Linked DNA regions of Drosophila melanogaster: region 2 is linked to region 1. The links are chromatin contacts, called in public Hi-C maps. All regions are on one chromosome and are shown on one strand. Each heading gives the region's core, a stretch centred on a gene start, on an enhancer-like site or on the middle of the called end of the contact. The rest is flanking DNA. Distances are from core to core; before and after follow the strand shown. Region 1 holds the start of tay (tay bridge). Region 2 holds the start of car (carnation).

Evidence for each region. A called contact is a pair of places that touch in the nucleus more often than the background predicts.
Region 2: a Hi-C map of the Kc167 cell line shows a contact between it and region 1, with 2.4 times the contacts expected there. The contact joins the promoter of car here to the promoter of tay in region 1. A contact is called at or near these places in 4 of 107 Hi-C or Micro-C datasets (the Kc167 cell line, the S2 cell line, larval brain and 1 more).

Annotation. Positions count from the first base shown.
Region 1 is chrX:15,884,384-15,888,743 of dm6, reverse strand. tay (tay bridge) reads left to right here and starts at 1,433. Exons shown (of 14, transcript NM_001272656.2): 1 at 1,433-1,706; 2 at 2,801-4,301. The coding sequence starts at 2,850. It overlaps MSBP (membrane steroid binding protein), which reads left to right. Exons shown (of 4, transcript NM_132859.4): 3 at 248-400; 4 at 476-1,177. The coding sequence ends at 708.
Region 2 is chrX:19,564,067-19,568,117 of dm6, reverse strand. It overlaps car (carnation), which reads right to left and starts at 2,099. Exons shown (of 3, transcript NM_167664.2): 1 at 1,992-2,099; 2 at 334-1,903; 3 at 1-211. The coding sequence starts at 1,776. It overlaps Grip84 (Gamma-tubulin ring protein 84), which reads left to right and starts at 2,520. Exons shown (of 5, transcript NM_001298515.1): 1 at 2,520-3,345; 2 at 3,426-3,932; 3 at 4,000-4,051. The coding sequence starts at 2,977.

The DNA of each region.
Region 1 (4,360 bases), core at 184-2,683:
GAAACCAGTGGCATTTCAACAACGGCTTGCACTTTTTCCTTAAGTATTTTAACTAAAAGTAACGAGTGCGAGCAAGATGCACGACACTTGTGACGTAGATGCGCAGAAAAGCCTTAAGTTGCGCACTTGATTGTATACTATCTTCTATCAACGGTGCCGTGTTCCTGATGACCAGACTGCTGACTCCAACAAACTAAAACTATATAAATATTTAGATAGTAACATATGATGATTCTCTGCTTTTCAGGTGGACCCTACGCAACTTTTGCGGGTAGAGATGCCTCGCGAAACTTGGCCACTTTCAGCGTGGTTTCAATTGACAAGGATGAATACGATGACCTGAGCGATTTAAGTGCCGTGGAAATGGACTCTGTGCGGGAATGGGAAATGCAGTTTAAGGGTAATTAAATCATATATATATATATGTATATGCTCAGATTCATAGGTAAACTAACGTTCTCATTATGTTATTTAGAAAAATATGAGCTGGTTGGTAAGCTATTGCGCAAGGGCGAGGAACCAACCAACTATGACGATGATGAGGACGAGGAGAATGTTAACAATGATGAACAAGAGCGAAAGAACCTACCCAAGTCGAAAACTGAGACTGATGACACCAAACAAGAAAAGGAAAGTCACATTTTGCAAAGCAATGTAACAAACAAAAATAACGCACAAGATCAGGCCACTCCTTCTACCGACTGTTAGCGAATCGGGTTTTTTGTTTTGCTTTTGGATGTGGCTGTAATAGTTTACTTTCGGTTAGAAACACAACAAAACTAAATAGCATTTCCGACTCTTTTTGATGCTGCCTCTGCTCCTTTAAAATCGAGAACAAGACCTATTTGGAAAACATTTAAAGAACACGCCCCAATTTGAACCGTACAAATCAAGGCATTAAATTTATCGTGAACATTTCAAAAGAATTTAAAACAGATAAAATCGTTTTTGAATGTTATTCTTAGAGTGCAGCCTTGACAAAAGCTATAGTTGTTACTATAATTCACGTTGTGATGTGATCTTGTTCCATATATTATAGTCGTATATTCATACAAATGTAACAAACGGAAATCATAAAATTATTTAAGGAGGAGGCCAATGTGTGGAGGGTATGGGAGTCATTTTCGTGGCAATATAAATTTAAATGTAACTATATTTGAAATACAAATTAAATACTTAAACGTTCAATATCTTTATTTGGGAGGTGGGGGAATCCTGAACTGCAAGAAAAGCAAAAAACAGGTTTTTTTCCTAATAATGGATTTTGATTTATTCCATTTGTTCCCAGTATTTTTTGAAACCAACTTTTCGCATCTTGTTATCGGTGTGAAACGCCCGAAATCGCGGCCACCAGTGGAGACTGGCCGCTACTTCGATAGTTATCATAATGTTATCCCCTTGAAAATGATTTTCTGCAGCTATCGAAAATTTGGTCCGTCTCTGAGAGACTATGTTGGTTCTTTGTGGTTAACAAAATTTTCGGAAAATAATATTGGATTTTATGTAAAATATACATAATAGCCGTGATGACAGTTAGTTTGGTAGCGATGCTTATAACGCGTTGATGCACAATCGATCGTTTTGGCCGTTCGTTGTGCGTTCGGTGTGTGTGGAAAATGTAAAAATGTACGAACAATCGCATACAGTTCACAAAAATTCGTCGTCGTCGTCGTCGTATTTGTATTTGTCGTTGTCGTATTTTGTATGTACGTATGTCGCAATTAGAAAAGTGTAAGTGTGAGCGAGATGACACTATTGTTTCTGTTTCTGCGCTGCTTCTGCAAATCTTTAAGAGAAAAGCCAACTAAAGTTCTGCGAAAGAGTAAAAATAAAAAAGAAGCTGCTTCAAAATGTTCTCTTTAATTAAAAAAAAAATTATTTTATCGTAATTTTATTTGCAAAGGCAACGGTGTGAAACTCTGGTTGAATGGTTTGTGCACTCGCTAGCGGCAGACTTATAGACGGCACGAACACGGAGGCATAGAGAAAAAAGGCCGAAAGAAAGAAGGAAAGCAAGAAAAAAAGCAACAGCAAAAGCAAAACCGAACTGGTGTATATAAATATACATACGTATACTCGTACGAATTTATATGTACGCATGCATGTACGTACATATATGTGCATACATATATTTCAAGAAGAAGAAGGCGAAGAAGCAGCAGAGGAGGAATACGAAGAAGAAGAAGAGTATATGACGAATGATAAAGTGCTAGACAAAATAAATATGGACTATTTTCGGTGAATTCTCATATCGGCTTTATGTTATTTATTTTTTTTATTATATTTTACATCTGTTCTGATTTGTGTGCAATCCCACTGACCCGAAAAAACAATAAGTGTTTGTTGTAAAAAAGAAGTGTGCAGAATTAAATATTATGTGTGTGTGTACAGAAAAAAGCGCAATAGGGAAGTTGACTACAAGAAAAAGAGCAAACGAAATGAAAACAACTTGTACAATTATTATTTTTAACCAAATTAGTGACTCTAATCAAATATGTTAACCGGTCGGAATGTGAAAAACCCCACAGTGGCCACCAAATAACAATATCACGTAAAAACAGTCGGCGCAGCATCGATTTTTTCAAAATACACGCGATTGAATCGGCCGTAGTAGCACCTTAAATCCAATATTTGTAAAGCTTTCTCGCCTTATCGCTGGCATAGAAAACCCCTCCTTCCAAAGAAAAAAAAAAAAAAAGTAAAGAAATATAGATAAAAATAATAGTCGAATGCATTGGAAAAGGTTTGGTCCAGATAGCAATATACATAATAATGCTCATCGATAATTTGTATTCCCAAGGAAAAGGAACTGAAGTGTAATCCACTGGAAGCTTTACGTAGCAAAAGAAATGGACACATCAAATGCCAGCGCTAAATCAAAGACGTCTGCGTCGGGCAGCAGTAGTATTAATGGAATAGGATCCCAAATCAAGCATATATCATCGTCGCAGGACATCGGATCCTCCGTTCCCGCTGTCCCAGTCCAGGATGAGAAGAGCGAGTCGCACTCCCACTCACATTCACACTCCAGCTCCAGCTCACAGTCGTCCCAGTCGCAATCGCAGTCACAGCCACAGTCCACAGTGCTCACGGTAGTGGGCCAGAGTATATCAAAGAGTTCGACCGGCGCCCTGGCGGTACTGCATCTTCCTCCGCCGACGGCGACCGCCTTAGTTCAAGCAAGTGCCAATATAGCCGATCTGGGCTCCATGCCTCGTGCTCGGCCATCGTTTGTATCGAACACCTCCTCGACGGCGGCGACGACGACGACGGCGACGTCGGCATCGGATGGCGGCAAAACCATGGCCGTGGCAGCGATTCCCCCGGCATCACCTGTCTCCATATCGGAGCCCACCTGTCCATCTGTTTCGACGGTATCGATGGCTCCCAGTGCCTGTGACTTTGACTCCGACACGGAACTCTCGATTGTGGCAGCTGCAGCGGCCGTCTCCGCCTCAGCCGGCATAGATTCGCGATCCCCGACGTCTCCTCCGACGGCGGCGGGATCCACAATAATGCCACAGCTGAATTCCAGTGCGGGAGGCACTGCTAGCATAGCCGGTAATCAGTCCGGCTTCGGAGCGGGATCAGGAGCGGTGGCTGCTGGGAATACCAATGGCCACAGCACCACCTCCAGTAGCAGTACTCATCTGAGTCTGAATGCCAAGCAACAGCGCCAGCAGAAACGCCGGAGGGAACGTGCCCAGCGTTTGCAAGCGGAACGCGACAGTCGATGCAATGCCAACTCGCTGAGTGGCACCTTCATAGCCGGATCCTCTGTGGGGGTCGGCAGTGCCATGAGTGCGGCCAACGGTGGCCAGGGAGGTGGAGTTGGCCTCGTCACGCCTAATAGTAGCGTCGGTGGCGGATCCTCGGCTGTTGCAATGGGCAACGGATCGGCGGCAGGACCCGGCAACAATGGGATGATCTATCACATCAACAGCGCTGGCAGCATGGGCGAGGATAGCAACAATTCAAATGGAAATTTCACCAGCAGCAGCAATGGCAGCAACAATCTGCTGCCGCCCACAGATAGTATTGCATCGTTACTCCTAAATCCACCACATTCCCCCGAGTGCAACTCGGGATTGATGGCCACGCCTAGCGATAGCGAGGGTGAGTCGCTGGACGAGGATCTGCTCTCGACCTCGTCCTCGTCCACACTGCTCTTGCCGCGCGACAAGCCACCGCCTCGACCACCACCTCCGGTTCGAAGAAAGCTGCCACGATCTCCGGTGCTCGAGGAGGAAATCATCGATGGATTCGCTATACTGGAGTTTAAGACATACGAGGATCTTGAGGTAGGTTTCGTTGCCATTTCATTTCATACGTGCACGCAGCCTACTGTAATAATCTTTCT
Region 2 (4,051 bases), core at 850-3,349, 3.7 Mb before region 1:
TATGCCGTCCACCGATGCCCACCAACTGCGCCTGAAAGTCCTCGAACGTCGGTCCGGGCAGGTTATTGATTTGGCTCTTAAGCGTCTGCCAACCCAGCGGTTTGAGCGAATGCTCCACAATGCGCGCGGTCAGCGGAGCGTAGAAGCTGTGCACGTAGCTGATGTCCTTTGGCTCAATTTCAACGTTGTCGTCCACCGTGAGGTGCAGCGTCTGCAAGAGAAAATGATGTTTTGATGTAGCAACATCCTAAATAGCATTCCCTCATATATTCACTCACAAATAACTATATAACTTATAACTAAATATGGTTGGATTACTGAATTGGCGCTCACCTTTCGCAGAACGCTGTAAGCCCGCGACTCTGTTTGCAGATGGAGCAGGCCCGATTTCTCCAGGTTGCTGATGGTGAGCAGCACTTCCAGACCGTACACATGGACCAGTTCGCGCTTGTAGTGGTTAAGCAGCTTCTCCTTGAATCCGGAGGCGGCGTGGCACTGCATGCAGATGAGCCGCAGGACGCGATTCAACTCCACCCTGCAGGCAATCAGGTCCTCGATGTAGGCGCTTGGCTTGTCGATATCTGCGCAGACCATGAACTCCTGCTCGGCAGCCAGGTCGTCAGCGAAGCGCACCGCGTTCACCTGTTCGTGCAGGAGGCCAGCGATGGCCGTATGCTCAGAGGTGGCCTTCTTCTGGGCCATTAGCTGCGGCAGGAGGTTCTCGACGAAGCTCTTGATCTCCTGCACGCTCTTGTCCTGGGAGGTGGCGTGCATCTGGACGTGAATTTCCCGTGCCTTGCGAGCGAGCAGCTTGGTGACCTCGTTGAAGTGCTTGTTCCGCAGCTCCGCGTACAACTGCTCGCCGGAGTGCAGTAGGATGGTCTTTTTCTCGGTGTCACCCAGCAGCGACTGCGATTCCTCGACTCGTGGGCCACTGCCTCCGCCTCCGGGAAGGGCTCCGTCAGAGGGAAAGTTCTCGGCGGGCAGCGTCAGTTTGTTCTGCCGGATGCCGTAGAACTCATCGATAAGCCCCTCGTAGGTGAGTTGTGTGGCCAGCGGGCTGAGCAGATCGATGCTTCTGTCCAGAAGGATCAACTGATCGACGACACCCTTGTCGCCGTTGTACAGAGTCCGCTCATCCCGGCCCAGCTGCTTGGCGTGCTCCCATACCCTGTGCGCAAACTCTCCTTTTCCGTAGATCTTCGGAATGCGACCGTATAGACGCTGCAGCTGCACTAGGCCCACTGCCGCCTGATACAGCGAGCTAGTGTCACCGTCCACACTCACATCGCGGAAGGCATTGGGCATCTCCATCGATACCAGGTCGACATCCAGCGGCAGATAGTTCCAGGCCAGTTCCTCGATGTTTCCGAAGCTGCCCAACACGCCGCTGACCTCCAGTTGGCTGACGCACAGACATGACCGCCTCGGGGCGAACAGGATGTGGTACTGCCGTCCAGCGGCCGCTCTTCCGCCTGCCTTCACGTGGGCGGCCAGCTGCTCCATCAGCGCCACGCGTGGGCGCATCACGTACACCACATTGGCCACCTCGCGCGGCAAATGAAGCTCCGGCTTGAGGGCCAGCAGACGGATGCCTCGATCAGCGAATAACTTTGGCCGGGTAACCAAGTCCAGCGGTCCGATCATGGTCTCGTCCAGCACAATAACCTTGGAACCCTCAATGCGGTCCAGCTGCTGCAGCAGCTCGCGGCAGGCGGCCTCCTGCAGCAACTGCAGGTTGACCCGCTGACCATGGCCCTTCAAGTGGGGGAACATGCTCCTTTCCTCTTGCCAGAAGTGTTGATTCGTATGCTCTGCGGCTTCCGGTCGGTCGCTACCGTGTCCTTGGTGGGCGGTTTGTGCAGTGCGTTGGTGGTGTTGGTGCAACGCCCACGGATTTCGGCTGCAGAAGATCAGGGACGCGACTGTAATCGCTGCAAAGCAGCTGATTTGGACTGCGCCTGCGCTCAGCAGTGCGGTCTTACACTTACCCTTATGGCACGGTCACACTGTCCGCTGCTCTATGGGCCATTCACACTATCACTTGCCTGCAATTTAAAATCAAAACAGTTGCCAGATATAAATTTTGTTGATTAAACAAGAATATAAAGTTAAGATAGAATAAAATAATAGAGGAGTAGTTTCAATTATTTAATCTGTGGGTAGAAAGTATTTCTTATTTATTTTTTATGTACAGCTTTTTTCATTTAACAAAATTTGTATTTTTTCAATGCTTTGCACGCTTTAACGCAAATAAGTTACAGTAGTGGCCAGTCCAGTGTAAACTATGCTAAACGCACCCCTCTTTTTCGCCAGCAACCAGTGTCACCACATCCTCACAATTAAATACCAACAAATGCCAATTTGCATCAAGTTGCTTGTGCTGCTCATTTCAGTTTAAATTGATTCCGAAATTGCTGCAAGCGCGTAAAATAAAATGAGCATCTGCGATTTTAAAACGGCTAAGGATTGAAAAAAAAACTAGAACATTACAAGGACAGATGACAACCCTGTCGCTGCAGTCGGCACTCAAGCAACCCGGAAAAGAACAACAAAATATTGAGAAGAGCGGCGCACTCAAAAAGAGCTCAATTGCCGGTTATAACTGTAAATTGAGAAGCGCGGAACTATAAATTGCCATCTCCGTGATGAGTAAACCCCATGCGCTGCGCGGTGTGCTCGCCAATTTGATCAGCGAGTCGCAGTAAGTGGATTGAGTGCACAGGTGGCCAGTCGATCTAGCCGTTGCTCCTGCACCGCCTCTTTCCCGCCATTGGCACCATAGTTTACTGTCATTTTTTATCCCACAGATCGCCCCTAACTCCGGAGAGCATCATTCGGGAGTTTCGGGCCACTAGTGATCGGCGGCTGCCAGCCTGCGATCTGATCAAAGTCCTGGTGTCCATCAGCGAGAAGCGTCCCAACTTCGCAGAGGTGACCAAGGAGATCTCGCACATTCTGCAGAATAAGGATCCCATGTACGCACTGCTGGTGTTCGTCGAGCGATACAGCGAATGCAAACCAGTCTCCGAGAGCAGCAGTTCCACTAGCCTTTCAGCGATGGGCTTGCCGCACGGAAACAAGACTTCGGATGTTAATTCCGCAGCCGGTTCAGTCCCCACCACATTGGCAATCGCAAGCACCTCGACAATCTTAACCACATCGCAAAACGTATCTGGTTCCACCAGGCTTAGCTTGACCCAGTCCCAGGACTTTCCCACCTCGACGCCGGTGAATTGCAAAAAGGCCACTGAATCCGACACTACACCCGTAGTCTTTGTCAGGCGCGGCCCAATGGACCGTAACCGTGGAGCGGGCAAGGATGAGCGCAACGACTTAAGTGTGGTGAGTGCAGACTAAGTATGGTGTGCTGTTCGCTGCCAATTACTTGGCCCCTTCAAATAATCAATGATCAACCCACACAGATCAAGGAACGTGTGCTTAATGCCGTTTCCGATCAATCCTTGAGCGGCTACCGCTCGGTGACCAACAAAACGGGCAACAGCCCAAAGTCAATGCCGAATGACCTGGTGACGCTAACTGATGTGCCCGATGAGTACCGCACCCATTTACTGTGGGAATACTACAAGGTGGACGGGGACAAGGTGCCGAGGGCAGAGATCGCGGCAATGCCGCTTCTCAGCCAGGAGAGTATGCTGCTCGACGAGCTGCTGCACTGCCTCACGGGCATAAGAGAAAGCCTCCTGGTGCCTCAGAAGCCAATTATTTCTGCCGTTGGCCTGGCCAAATACGACACGGACTTTGACATACACACGCACCTCGATCGCTCGCTGACACACCAGGTGCGGGAAATCTTGCCATTGGCCTCCTACTTCATGGGCGTGCAGAAGATAATCGCGGCTACCGACGGCCTGGGTCAGGTGATGAACTCATTGAATGAGGCACTGCAGGAACTTACACACGACTTCTATGTAAGGATGTGCAATCGTGTCGTGGCAAAATTTTTCCCTAACTAATCTTTTTTTCCACCGAGCCTAGCTGATAATCGTACAAGCCGAACAGGAGCTGCGCCACAATAGATTAACATTGC